Regions from separate parts of the Capra hircus genome. Here region 1 is linked to region 2. Evidence: chromatin contacts called from public Hi-C data. All regions are on one chromosome and are shown on one strand. The core of a region is the stretch at or near the end of the contact, and the rest is flanking DNA. Distances in the headings are between cores, read along the strand shown. Region 1 overlaps FYN (tyrosine-protein kinase Fyn). Region 2 has its middle 8.0 kb from the start of WISP3.

What was found. Hi-C and Micro-C count contacts between places; a contact is called where the count stands out from the background.
Region 1: a Hi-C map of blood shows a contact between it and region 2, with 3 times the contacts expected there. The contact joins two enhancer-like sites. A contact is called at or near these places in 2 of 5 Hi-C or Micro-C datasets (both in blood).

Annotation. Positions count from the first base shown.
Region 1 is chr9:26,058,554-26,065,770 of ARS1.2, forward strand. It overlaps FYN (tyrosine-protein kinase Fyn), which reads left to right. Exons shown (of 14, transcript XM_018053056.1): 5 at 683-779. Among named protein-coding and RNA genes, the nearest start is that of TRAF3IP2, 87 kb to the right of the region's middle. Within about 2 kb of position 1,803, at least 1 of the 5 cell types and tissues checked has an H3K27ac peak or open chromatin away from gene starts, as enhancers often do.
Region 2 is chr9:25,719,006-25,725,995 of ARS1.2, forward strand. No RefSeq gene overlaps it. Among named protein-coding and RNA genes, the nearest start is that of WISP3, 8.0 kb to the left of the region's middle. Within about 2 kb of position 4,141, at least 4 of the 5 cell types and tissues checked have an H3K27ac peak or open chromatin away from gene starts, as enhancers often do.

The sequences.
Region 1 (7,217 bases), core at 553-3,052, 340 kb after region 2:
AAAAAATATTTATGTTCATCCTTATGGTGAATGTAGCGTTCCCTTGAGAGCAGGCCTTACATGGGTGCCTGGAGGCTGAGTACACTGCCTTATCCTTCCAGTCTTCCTGGAAGGCACCTGGAGTGGAGTGGAGGGCTGAAGGAAAGAAATCATTAGGCAGTCTAGGGACGTCTGTCTCTGGAGGATGCAGGGGGGGAACAAACCAGAGGTGCACCCAGCACACACACCCCGTGCCTGCTGGGAGAAGGCGAGCGCTCTGCAGTCTTTTCCCGGGCCTGATGTGGCTCCTCATGGGGGTAAATGTGTGTCAGGTAAAGGGTGTCTGGTCAGTGCTGCAGAGCTCTGCCCATCTGAACTGTAATGTTGCTACTTGTTGCCCTTGGTTGTGGCCGTAATATAATATTAATATATGTCTCTTCCTGAAGACTCATTCCAAGTGTGCAGAGAGAAGTCCTTCAGCCCTGGGTTTTAGTCAGCTCAAATAATGCTTTCTTTCACAAAGACTGAGGCATAAACTCAGCTCTTGACTCTGGTTTCACGCGTTAATTACAACACTGCCTGATGTTATCAGTGCCGATTAGATGTAAATTTTGAGAATGAGGCTTTAGTGAAGATTTAATTTCTTGGAATTAATTTCCCCTCGTGTAATAATCTCCCCCGTTGTGATTTTGTTTTTTGTCAGGAGTGACCCTGTTTGTGGCCCTTTATGACTACGAAGCACGGACGGAAGATGACCTGAGTTTTCACAAAGGAGAAAAATTTCAAATATTGAACAGCTCGTAAGTTTGGAGCGGGAGAAGAAAGCAGGCGTGCCTTTCAGGCCGGGAAGTGATTCTAGTGTTAGGAGTCTGCACGTTTTTCCATATCTCTGAAATGCTAAGAGAGCACTTGCTCATCAATTCACTAATTCTTAGCAATTTAACTTGAGGGAAGAGTCGATGAACCAGTGTGGTATTCTATGGTGCTGTGTGTCCAGGGAGCTTTTGGGGAGCGTAGAAGCAGAGTCAGTGGTTTTGGTTTAAAGGCTGTCTCCCTCTACAAATCTACAGTTTCAGATGATTGGCATGGGGCTTGCCTGCCCATAGTACCCTCTCTCTGCCCTGAGATTTTCTTCAGATTTCACGTGTCACCCTGGCCTCATGTAAGGCTGGCAACACATTCCATTTTCAAAACTGCTAAATATTCTAATTGGTGAAGCCTGTAGAGGCATTTTGCCATAATGAAAATTTGCAGTTGACTAAGACCTTTGTGAGGTGGAAGGAGAACCGATTTGGCCCGCTTGAGAATGACGACAGTGAGTGCCTTTTCAATGTGGCCAGTAGGAACAGCCCGCTATGCAGGCAATGGGGAAATGGCAAGGGCGAGAATCACTCATTTTTCAAATCCTCCATTTAATACTTCCTTTAGGGGCTTCCCTGGTGGCTCAGAGGTTAAAGCGTCTGCCCGCAATGCGGGAGACCTGGGTTTGACCCCCGGGTTGGGAAGTTCCCCTGGAGAAGGAAATAGCAACCCACTCCAGTATTCTTGCCTGGAGAATCCCATGGACGAGGAGCCTGGTGGGCTTCAGTTCACGGAGTCGCAAAGAGTCGGACACGACTGAGCGACTTCACTTTCACTTTAGGGAGAGTAAAATATGAGTCAGATTTCCCTTCAGTTTTTAAATATAGTTTCTATTAGGTTCAGGCAAGGTGCACAGGTCAGGGCACGCCAGAAAAATTCAGGCTCAAAGGAAAATGATGTCCCATGTGTCTAAGTCAGGCTCCCTCCCCTACTCCTCAAGTTTCCTTCATGAGCGCCCCCTAGTGTCTGGGAAAAATAAGGGCGGAGAGCCGGTTAGGAAGGTCCAGTTAATCTGCCCTCTGCCTGCTGAGCAAACTGGATTGGGTGATGGTGGAAGGCCCGGACGCCTGGCACTTCTGCTCTCCCGCAGCCCTGCTCACCCTGCACATCCCAGGAAAGAGGAGTAGTCCTTGGAGCAAGGAACTCCCCCAGGCCCTGAACATTGCCTCCTTGTAAAGCCCTCCCCTCCCCTCAAACGCCCCCAACTCAGGACCACCTTTCAAGGGCAGGAATGGAATTCCTCCCATATTAGGCCGGTGACTCTTCCAGACGTCAGAAGGCACTGTGCCTCTAGTTACAGGACTTTTTTTTTGTCACCACTAACAGGGGGGTGGATGGGATTTTTTTTTTTAACTTTTTATTTAAATTACGTATGGTCAAGTGCACAGATCAAAAGTGTGCCTGGTGGTGCTTGCACAATAACACCGCTCAACTGGAAAATAGTTCAGGTGGTACCTTGTATGTCATACGTATTTTACCACAGTTTTTTAAAGGTGCACCTTTCGCAGAATTTTCACAAACCAAGCATACCTATGTAACGTGTACTGGGATCAAGAAGAACATTACCTGCCCACCCCGTCCCCCAGCCCTCCTCCTGTAGCCACGGGAATTTTTCTTTAACTAGTGAACAGCTGCTATTTGTTGAGGGCTCTTAGGTGCCAGCCACGTGCTAAGTTGCAGACGTTCTCATTTGCCCTTCACAGCAACTGAGGTGCGTCTCGTAGTCATCTTTTGACATAGGAGGAGCCAGAGGCTCAGGTTAGAGAGCAGCCCAGGTACGTGGAGCTAGCAGGTGGCAGAGCCAAGGGATGTGGGGATGGCATACTGAGTGCAGTGTCAGGTTCGGGGCTGGAAAGGCCCAAGTCAGGAAACTGAACCATTGGAGTTACATACAGGTTTGAGGGGAAGTGGGGGAGGGGGCATTTGGCTTTGATCTCTTCTGATTTCTGATTCCTTGTTGTTAATTCGATGCTCAGATGAATGCTTCTTGTCAGAGGCTGCTAATTTCAAATTCTGAAATACCACCCTCCTTCCCCTCCCTATTTTATTCAGTATTTCCTAAATGCCAGGATTGGTTAGAACTTTTCAATTCATTTGTAACTTCTAAAAGGTAAGAATTCAGAAATATAGGAAGTACCTTAAGTGACTCTCTTAGGTTTTCCCCACACTGCGCACGGGTCTACACATCCGGTTTGCAGGGCACTTGGAAAGCCAGTCGTTGCCAAAATCTAATTTGTGACTTCCTCCTTTGTTAAGCTGGGTCAGATCTGGAATGGCTTCTGATTGGAATTTTGGAGAAACACTCAAGGAAGATCCGATCTACCTCAATCTATATTTCGTGATTTGCATGCGTGGTCTTTAATGTTTACAGAAGGCATTTGAGGCTCTGACCCCATTCCCTTAGAAGACAATATTACAAAGGATTTTTTCCCCCTTTAATGTTCTTCCTTCTTGCCAGTGGAATTTCTCATCCTACGTGCCATTTAAATGCCCTTTTTCAAGGTTATGGAGCGTTGAAAATAAAGTTTTTGTAACAAACACAATATGCTGAAGTCAAGGGTAATAACAGGGAAGGGAAGATGGTGACGGAAGAACAAAGCAATAATGCAGAACCAGATGGCGTGCATCTCCCTCCCCTTCCCCAGCCTCTCCTGGGGCCCTGGCTCCCATCCCTTGAAAGACAGGGAGGGACAGGGCTGTGTTCTCCCTGGGGCAGCTGCCACACCTCCCAGCGTGGGTCCTCCCACTCCTTTCCCTGTCCCGAGGCAGAATCTGAAGGCCTCCGGGCAGGCTTTCGTGTTTTAAGGTGCAGTGTAAACCGTGCGATGTGCTTGTGTGGCTGTGCCCCTGGCCCGAGCTGGTGGCACTGCCCCCCACCACCGGGAGGAGAGGCCCCTCCCTGACCGGTGTAGGTGCTCAGTGCAGGGTGTTAGGACATTACTAAACTTGATCCGTTTTTTAATATAGAATTCACCTGTTTTATTCCTATTTTTGCATGTCATGACTACTGCTGTACCACCAGAAACAGCAATTCTAAAATACAACCAATGTTTTACAGAGTGGAACAGTGCTCGTGGCCTAGGGTGCTGTCAATAGTTGTGTCCAACTCTTTGCAACCCCACGGACTGTAGCCCGCCAGGCTCCTCTGTCCATGGAATTTTCCAGGCAAGAATACTGGAGTGGGTTGCCGTTTCCTCCTCCAGGGGATCTTTCCCAACCCAGGGATCAAACCCACTTCTGCATTGGCAGGTGGATTCTTTGTTACTGACCCTCCTGGGAAGCCCCCATGGCCTACAGTAGTGACTCCTTTAAAGTTCTTTTCATTGTAATAAGAAGAAATCTGGTTTAGAGCCCATGTAAGCTTTTGACCAAACTGTTATGGATATGCCCTGTGAGAGTAAGATGGGTGGTGACCAAATTTAGAAAGAATCCAGCATTTATAATAATAATGCGCCAAAGCTCCATAGATCAAGGCTGACTTCTGTGTGCAAATGTCATTTCCTGGCTCCATCGGGGCTCCAAACTCCCAGCTCCTGGGACCACAAGCCCTCTGAGCAGCTCTGGAGAATGGGAAGAGGCTCTTTTAATATGCGTTTAAACTAGAGCAAGAGGGGAAGCTGTGATGGAAATTTCTGTTCTAAACCAGAGCCAAGGCTTAAATCATGTATTTGAATCAGAGCAAGATAACAGTTGAAGAAAAATCTCACCAACTCTTAAATTAATGAAATAACTGGACTGTAAGAACTGTTTAAAGAAATGCAATTTTAATAATACTAATTACTCATGGTAACTCAAAGAAAGAAAAAGTAACCTAGTAAAGATCCTGTTTTCCTAAATCAAGCTGAATAATTTGTATGGAGTATGTTATTTACTTGTAAGTGAATTGGGCTTCCAGTGTATTAAAACGTGATTCATTCATCTGCTCAGAAGGGTCCTTTTGCTATCTTGAGTCTACACCAGCCTGTCTGGGCACAACATGTGAGTTACTACATTGTGTCCTTGTCATCTCCTGTGGTGGGGAAAGTGACCCTAGATGGCCTCGAAAAGAGAAAAGGATTTTATCTTTCTCAGCTTCTCGAGTAACTGAAAACCTTTGTGAGATTAATAGAGTCGTTCAAGAGAAAATCATGAATTCCTAATACATGACTTTAGAATGATCTGATAGTTGGATTCTAATCAGTGCTAAACTATTTAGATGCCAAAACCAAAATGAGATAGTTAATGCTCGATTTGAAATGGAAAGAACTTGATCACCTGGGTAAGGCTGGGCTTGTCACAACTTGGAGCAAAGTATATTGGTTTCCTGTCCCAGATGACATTTCCATGTACCTGAAAATTGATAGTATCGACTTTTTTTTTTTTCTAAATTCAAATCAATTAGAACTAACTCAATGAAGGTTATTTTACAGTAAAAAATAAATAAGCCTCTGCTGCAAGTACTTAATATTTTCCTTACTGTTTGGGAGATTTCCCAGGTGTGTGTGTGGTGGGAAGCACAGAGAAAGAGAAGAAAGCCTGGAAGTGATATGTACTGTTATTTTCTATAATGAAATGTCTCCATCTAGTGGAAGTTCAGAGCGGTAACTGTCACCGCATTAAAATGATAATGGCTCCAAAGCAGTCCTTAAACACGTGCAGTGTGCAAAGAAAAAAATAAACTTCCACATATGTTCTTAGAGGATGTCCTTACAACTGCACGCATTTCCCTTGACAGATGTAGAAATGAAACCAATACAAACTGTTACAATGTTAACATTTGTAATGTCATAATTTGAACCTGAAAGGCAGAGGGACAAGCTCGGGGAGCTGCACAGGGTAGATTCCACACAGCCAGCATCAGTCTAGTTCTTAAGTTGGGTGGTGGGTTCACAGGTGTTCACAGGTGTACCTGTAGTCTTTGGGATGCATAAATTACTCCTTGAACTAAATTTAAAATTATTAATAAAGGAATTTCTGGGTGCAACTATCTCCGTCTTTTGATTGCTTTGTTTAAATTTAATAGAGTAATGAAAGACTGAAACACTAGTTCGAACATCAGTTTTTTAAAGGCTTTGCCAGCACCCTGTTTGCTTGTGAGCCTTTCTGTGTGGCTTGTGCCACCTGACACTTCCCACAGCTGCACCTGTAGCACCGATGGGCTTGTCACCGTCTGTCTGTCATTGTGTGAAATCCTGTCTGGAGTGGCTGCTCATCATCACCTTGCTCAGGGTCAGGCTTTAGACGTTGGGTCACAGAGTGAGGCTTGCGTTTAACACAGAGGCTGGTCATCCTCCACCTAATTGCATCCATCTGGGGAGGATCCTGACCAGGGTCCGGAGCCAACATTTCTCTTCCCTGTCGGAGGGCTTTGACACACAGGTCAGTGAAAAAGTTATTTCAAACAAACAAAAAAACAGCCTGGAATTGCCCTTGCTTCCTCCAAGGACCAAAAAAGGCAAGAGAGAAGGTGCTGGGCATCTGGTGATCAAAAGTCTAGGAGGCCTCCATCTGCTCAGGGGCAGTTGGGTCCTCCCTTGCTCCTCCCGCTCTTGACCACGGTCCGGTGGAGGACTCTGTGACACCGTCCATGTCAGAGCTACAGCCCCACATACACACTGACCTTTGTTGATGGAGGCGGAGGCGCACACTCTGCTCCCCCCGTGCTCTGTGTCACGTGCAGCTGTGTGAGTCTGATCGTATGAACTCTGACCATTCCATTTATTCATCTGTTTCAAGCTGAGTCGTGTTTCACGTCCCCCTTTCCGTCCGTCTGTCCACAGCATGGACCGCCCGACAGATGAGGCCGTGCTGTGGCTGAGACACCGGGCTGAAGTGCTGAGACTAAGACTCTCAGCCTCTTAGCGAGGCCTTTTCCTCCCCCTGCACTTGCGCCCACACAGCTGCACCCACCCTTCCTCCCCTGCCCCCCAGACTCGGGCCAGTGCTGTCAATACCTGATGCAATAACCTCAGAGTGAAAATGTATGAGCAAGTTATAACCCACTGTAAGCTTTATTCTTCTACCCATTTTCTTGAAAGCAAACAAGGCAGATATTCAGAGGGCCTGCATCCTTTATTGGGCCTCCTGACAGGCCGCCTTTCTGAAATCATATATAACTATGAAGGGCTTCCCAGGTGATACACTGGTAAAGAATTCACCTGCCAATTCAGGAGACTCAAGAGATACAGGTTCGAGCCCTGGGTCAGGAAGATCCCCTGAAGTAGAAAATGGCAAGCCACTCCAGTACTCTTGCCTGGAGAATCCCATGGACAGAGGAGCCTGGCGGGCTACAGCCCATAGGGTCACAAAGAGTCAGACATCACTGAGCAACTAAACACATAGACACACACATGCAACTACAGTGTCTGCCAGCTGTCTGTCTGTCCCCTTCTCCCTTT
Region 2 (6,990 bases), core at 2,891-5,390:
CAGGCCTTGAAACCAAAACCAGTGCCAAGAGCCTCCACAGCATCTCCTCCAGCTCTCTGTCAGCTCCGCCTGGGTCAGCAGCTAGGTCTCGATTCGGGGATTCTTCCAGTCTGGTTGCTCCTGTGGACCCAATGGTGCTGAAGGACATTCACGTGGCAGATGTCCAATGAAACCTTGTTGCTTATTTAAAAGGACTCATCAAAATCACCCTGAAGCTACTGAAGTAGTTATGCATGTCTCTAATCTTGCATAATTTATCCACTGTATCCTTCTGTGCCCTTTTCTAACTAATAATCGCCAGTCTCACTGGCAGTCTTCTGTTAAATGCATCCCATTTTTTTCCCCTCACAAAACTCTGCCCCTAAGATTCTGACATGAATTTCACGAAACATGCCTGGAAGGGCAGGTGTACACTCTCTTCTTCCTCCACTAACCGACAAGCCTAGTTCACCAACACCTGTGCGTGCTCTGAGGGGCTGCGGTGTGTGTGCTAAGGTCCTTCAATGCTGCCACCTTGGAAGGCAGGCTGGAAGGGTTGCCAGGCTCTGCTTGGCCTCCCATCCAGCTTTTAGTGAACCAGGTCCAAGAAGGAGCCGCTAGAAATCAGCGGCCCTGGCATCTGCATGGGCCTCAAAGCAGAGTCTCCTTGAAAAGAGGCAGGTGCCCTCGTTCCCAGGGCATCAGAAAGTCAGGCTGTGGCCCAAGGAAAATAAGGCCAAATGGCTCGGAGGATCTAATTCACTTTGTCACTTGGCTCTGGTTTGCAACTGGTTTGCAAAAGGAGCCCTGTGTGGGAAAGAGGGCCGAGGCAATCAGACGCAGGTGCTGAGGGGCCTCCTGAAAAGTTGGAAGGGAGAGGAGACGTAGTTCCTGTATTTTGAAATGTGGGTGGAGCTCATCTTTCAGGAAGAAAAATATGCATAATGTGGTGTCATTCCTGAGCCTGAAAATGACCGCATGTGTGAATCATAACCCTATTAGATGGGCAGGCCCATTGGCAGACTTGGAGCCAGTGGACTCCTTCACAATGCAAGTTCTGCTACGTACCAGCTCGCTGACCTTGGACAGTCTCCACCACACCTCCCCACCTCTGGGCTTCTTTACCTGCCAGATACTGCTGCAGATTTATCTTCCTTCAACACAGATTTGACCACGTCACCCTCCTACTCAATACCCTTCTTCTACTCCCTCTTTCGAATTGATGCCTTCAGATTGTGATGCTGCAGAAGACTCCCGAGAGTCCCTTGCACTGCAAGGAGATCAAACTAGTCAGTCCTAAAGGAAATCAACCCTGAATTTTCATTGGAAGGACTGTTGCTGAAGCTGAAGCTCCAATACTTTGACCACTTGATGCAAAGAACTGATTCATTGGAAAAGTCCCTGAGGCTGGGAAAGATTAAAGGCAGGGAAAGATTGAAGGCAAAAGGAGAAGGAGGCAGCAGAGGATGAAATGGTTAAGAGATCATCACCGAGCCAATGGACATGAATTTGAGCAAATTCCAGGAGATAGTGGAGGACAGAGGAGCCTGATATGCTGCAGTTCATGGGCTGGCAGAGTTGGACACGACTTCGAGACTGAAAAACAACACCACCTCCCCTTTCACCCAGGATAAAACCCTACTCCTGGGTAGCACAGTGAACGGCCATCTGTGATACAGGAACCTTCTCTTGGGCCTCTCCCGTCCTCACCCCTGCACTTATGCAGCACAGAACTGCACTATGCTATGTGTTTCCCCAGCCTCCTGCCTTTGTTTGTGAGGTTCTGCCCAGAGAAGCCTCCTCACCATTCACTCGCTTGGTTATGTCCGAGAGTCCCCCCTGAGAAGCCTTCCTAACCAGCACCTCTGAGCTCCTCAGTCCCTTCGTTTACCACTGATGGCCTTGTAAAACCTGTATTGCAATTTCTGTGTTTCCATGGAGGGTTGTGAGATTTAGCTAATAACAAGAATGGTAATGATAATGATAGGATGCCCAGTTAAAATTTTAATATATATGAGACACATTTATACTAAAAATTTATTCACTGTTAACGTGAACCTCAAATTTAGCTGAACATATATTTATATGGATTTTCCCTACTGGACTGAGTCACATGAGGGTGGAGGCTGATGAGACTGTATTCGTATGGCACCCACTCCGGTACTCTTGCCTGGAGAATCCCATGGACGGAGGAGCCTGGTGGGCTGCAGTCCATGGGGCCGCAGAGTCAGACACAACTGAGGGACTTCACCTTCTTTTTTCTTTCTAGGTAAGCGCCAAAGCCTTTGACTGTATGGATCACAATAAACTGTGGAAAATTCTGAAAGAGATGGGAATACCAAACCACCTGACCTGCCTCTTGAGAAACCTATATGCAGGTCAGGAAGCAACAGTTAGAACTGGACATGGAACAACAGACTGGTTCCAAATAGGAAAAGGAGTACGTCAAGGCTGTATATTGTCACCCTGCTTATTTAACTTATATGCAGAGTACATCATGAGAAACACTGGGCTGAAAGAAGCACAAGCTGGAATCAAGATTGCCGGGAGAAATATCAATAACCTCAGATATGCAGATGACACCACCCTTATGGCAGAAAGTGAAGAGGAGCTAAAAAGCCTCCTGATGAAAGTGAAAGAGGAGAGTGAAAAAGTTGGCTTAAAGCTCAACATTCAGAAAACGAAGATCCTGGCATCTGGTCCCATCACTTCATCGGAAATAGCTGGGGAAACAGTGGAAACAGTGTCAGACTTTATCTTTTTTGGCTCCAAAATCACTGCAGATGGTGACTGCAGCCATGAAATTAAAAGACGCTTACTCCTTGGAAAAAAAGTTATGACCAACCTAGATAGCATATTCAAAAGCAGAGACATTACTTTGCCGACTAAGGTTCGTCTAGTCAAGGCTGTTGTTTTTTCAGTAGTCATGTATGGATGTGAGAGTTGGACTGTGAAGAAAGCTGAGCACCGAAGAATTGATGCTTTTGAACTGTGGTGTTGGAGAAGACTCTTGAGAGTCCCTTGGACTGCAAGGAGATCCAACCAGTCCATCCTAAAGGAGATCAGCCCTGGGATTTCTTTGGAAGGAATGATGCTGAAGCTGAAACTCCAGTACTTTGGCCACCTCATGCGAAGAGTTGACTCATTGGAAAAGACTCTGATGCTGGGAGGGACTGGGGGCAGGAGGAGAAGGGGACGACCGAGGATGAGATGACTGGATGGCATCACTGACTCGATGGACATGAGTCTGAGTGAACTCCGGGAGATGGTGATGGACAGGGAGGCCTGGCGTGCTGCGATTCATGGGGTCGCAGAGTCGAACACGACTCAGCGACTGAACTGAACTGAAGCACAAAATGACTGGCTTAAAATCTTTATTTACTTTACATGATTGACACCTGGAGTTTCTAATCTCAAGTTATTCATTTTACAAGCAAGTGAATAAACACGACAGTCATTTTTTTTTTTCTTTGCCTTTTCTTAGCCTTTTGAAGATTAAGCGGTGGTGTCCCAAGCACAATTTAGACTGCAGTTTCTGATTTTCCAGATCCAACCTGCAGTGGACACTGATGGACGCTAGATGGCGCAATGGACCAACGTTCGTCCTACGCCCCGCTGCGGGACCCGGTTAAGAAAGAAGGCGCGGCGCTGCCGCAGAGCCCTGCATTATTGATTGTACAGCTGCCGCAGAGGTGGGAGGAGCCCGCCGCCATCTCGCCAGGTCTCCCGCAGCATCCGGGACGGCCCTTCAAGATGCTTTCCCCTCCCTGCCAAGTCCCTTGATGTGGGAGGAGAGAGCTCTGTGTTGCACAGTTTTCTCATTCATAGGAATACCGAATCTCTTCAATAGTCAGAATTATTTTTGTTTCACGTTGTCATTGTGAACAACGGCTCCAAAGAATAGCAACTGTACTGCTTGAAGACCACCGCCTTTTAAATATTATCGAGTATAATTAAAAGGCATTAAAATCATGTAGGGGTGGGACGAGGGTGTTCATCAGCCAATTACAAAAGATTCTTTTATAAATGAAACGGATGAAAATAAATAGATGAAAAGAGTTTGGATGTAAAATAACTTCATTATATTGTTATACTGATGCGAGTACGTTTTCATCCCGCCTTGTAACTGGAAATCTGCACATTCTAACGGAAAAGATGCTCTGAAACTAAACCGCGGGTGGGGCCGCCATGTGATCCATGGTTGGCAGCCTTCACTAATGACCAGTAGAGGGCGATAATCCATTCAGACAAAAAGGACCAAGGGCATAAATTTATGCAGCCAACCTTTTATTGTAAAAGGGAACTCAAAATGTATATTCACTCACTAGTCCTTTTATCTAGCCAATGCCTTTTCTTGAAATATGGATTACCGATTAGAGTGCCGTGTTATTTCCTTTCTTTGCAAACCACACGCACACACACAAAGCCCATCCTCTGCATTGTTTCACTGGGTTTCCTCAGTGAAATGAGAATGTAAATGAGAGCGTAAAGACGGTACAAAGCACCTGGACTCAAGAATCCTTCTAGATACTGTAACTGATGATCATCAAACGTAATTCAACAATGCTTTTTATATCAACTTTCCTTCCCTGAGTCTTTCCTAAGCATTTAGTAGAATTTTCACTGGCAACCCATCCCTTTCTTTGTGTACCAAGGTATCACTAGTTTTAATAGTATCTGGTCAAACTGTGTAATTATTGGAAAACAATCAATTGGAATTAACAGGTTAGGAAAGAAGCAAGCAATGCCCTGTGGACCCTAAGCAGTAGCCTCTGCTGTACCACCAGCCTTCAGTGAGCTGTGGGCATCAGTCAGCATCTTAGCTCACACTACTGCAACAGAACACCGCAGACTGGGTGGCTTACCCGTGACAGAAATTTATTTCTCATTTCAGTCTCTAGGAGACTGAAAGTCTGAGATCAGGACATGGTGGGATTCTGGTGCAGGCCCACTTCCTGGCAGAAAAACAGTAGTCTGCTCTCTATAGGCTGATGTGGGGAAAAGACATGGAGAGAGCTCTCTGGGCTCCCTAATATCATCACAAAGGAGGCTGGATTTCAACATACAAATTTTGCAGGAAGGCAAACACTCAGTCATTACAGTCACTACATTTCACAAAGGAAGTGGAGAGCTAGTTAAACTGGCCAATCAGTTGCATGGAAGTCATTTAAAGAGCTTCTCCTTAAATTCAGACAAGGAATCACTGTTTTTCAAAAGACCAATGAAAAATATATCCTAATCTACCACTTTACCAAATCCACTTGCAACGTAATTGAGTCAATTGCAAAATCACATGCTACCCTAACTTAAGATCCGGCAGAACAAAATGGGGCTCACTTTCACCCCCAACAGGGCTCTCAGTCAATGAGGCTCATCCACAAAGGCCTCCCCAAAGTGAGTCTCATGTCAGATTTTCAGTGTGGAGAGCAAGTCTTCAGTTCTGGAGGCTGGAATGCCATCTGTGTCCCCTGCCAGTCACACAGACACTGTTCTTAACAGCCCCTCAGATTTTATGCCCAAACTTAGTATATCCAACTGCAGCAAGCAAGAATTTTAGTCCTGAAACTCAGACGCATGAAAAATATCCTATATTTTTAGGATCCCTTACATCAAGTTAAATGTGACTCCAAGTCCCCTTCCACTAAGCTGAGGGGCAGTTGAATCATAACCATCACTGGACACCTGTTCGTCCTGATCTGTGCCAGGGTTGCAGGTTCCTGCAGCCCACAGGCCACGCTGTCCCTGTCTCTGCGGTTCCTCGGGCTCTGAAGACCTGGCTGTTTCTGTGCCTCTCTTGGGGCATGACGACCCCTGGTGAGCTGGAAGCTCCTGCATCTGGGGTCCAATCTCTCTGGCTAGGTACACTCTGGGAATGTCCTGACCCCTTCTCAGCACACCGACACCCAGCTGCCTCCAAAGACACACCTCCAGGGCAGAATTTACTGTAAACAGGAGCAACTGGGACCCCCCGACACACACACACACACCACCCTTAGCATCAAAGGGTGGTAGAAACAGTTTGTGGATTGGCACTGCATGGAAATGAGTTCTTTTTTAATGAGGAAAGAAACAATTTTAATGATTCAAAGCAGCTTTCATCAAGAATACCTTGTCTTTCCCGAACAGTTATAAAAAGAGGAGGGATGGAAACTTCCCCGCCATGGAGAACACAGGGCCCCTGCTGTTGGACTCTGGAAGCATCTCCATATGCAAACATTTCATCTTGTTAACCAGCAGCTCCAGCTCAGACATCACTTCCATCCCACCACTAATTAAGCAAGTGCATTACATTTCAGTATCAGCAATAAATGTTCCTCCGGCCCAAGATATCTCTACTATAGTTACACACTGATTCTACTATAGAAAAGAAAAAATCTCACGTTTATGTGATTCTAGTGTTGGCTTTGAGAAAACGAGTATGGGAGCAAGTCAGAAAGGAATTGGCAGGAGGTATAGTGATGAGAAGGCAAACTAGAATTCATAGCCCCTGGAACAGAAGGGTTGGTCTGGGTCAGTGAACCACTCTGTTAGGGACCACTGCCCTTAAGGAACTCTATTAGGGACACTTTCTGATGGAAAGACTCTGTAATATAGAGTTTGCTATGATAGTGTGCTTGCTACTAGGTACTTAGAATATGGCTTAGTATAACTGAGAAACTGAATTTTAAATTTTCAGTTCAGTTCAGTTCAGTCGCTCAGTCGTGTCCAACTCCTTGCAACCCCATGAATCGCAGCACGCCAGGCCTCCCTGTCCATCACCATATCCTGGAGTTCACTCAGATTCACGTTCATCGAGTCAGTGATGCCATCCAGCCATCTCATCCTCTGTCGTCCCCTTCTCCTCCTGCTCCCAATCCCTCCCAGCATCAAAGTCTTTTCCAATGAGTCAACTCTTCTCATGAGGTGGCCAAAGTACTGGAGTTTCAGCTTTAGCTTAATTAAATTTAAATAGCCATACGTGGCTATGTTTTGTGTTGTTGCTGGACAGCACAATGCTCTGGTCTTTTTCAC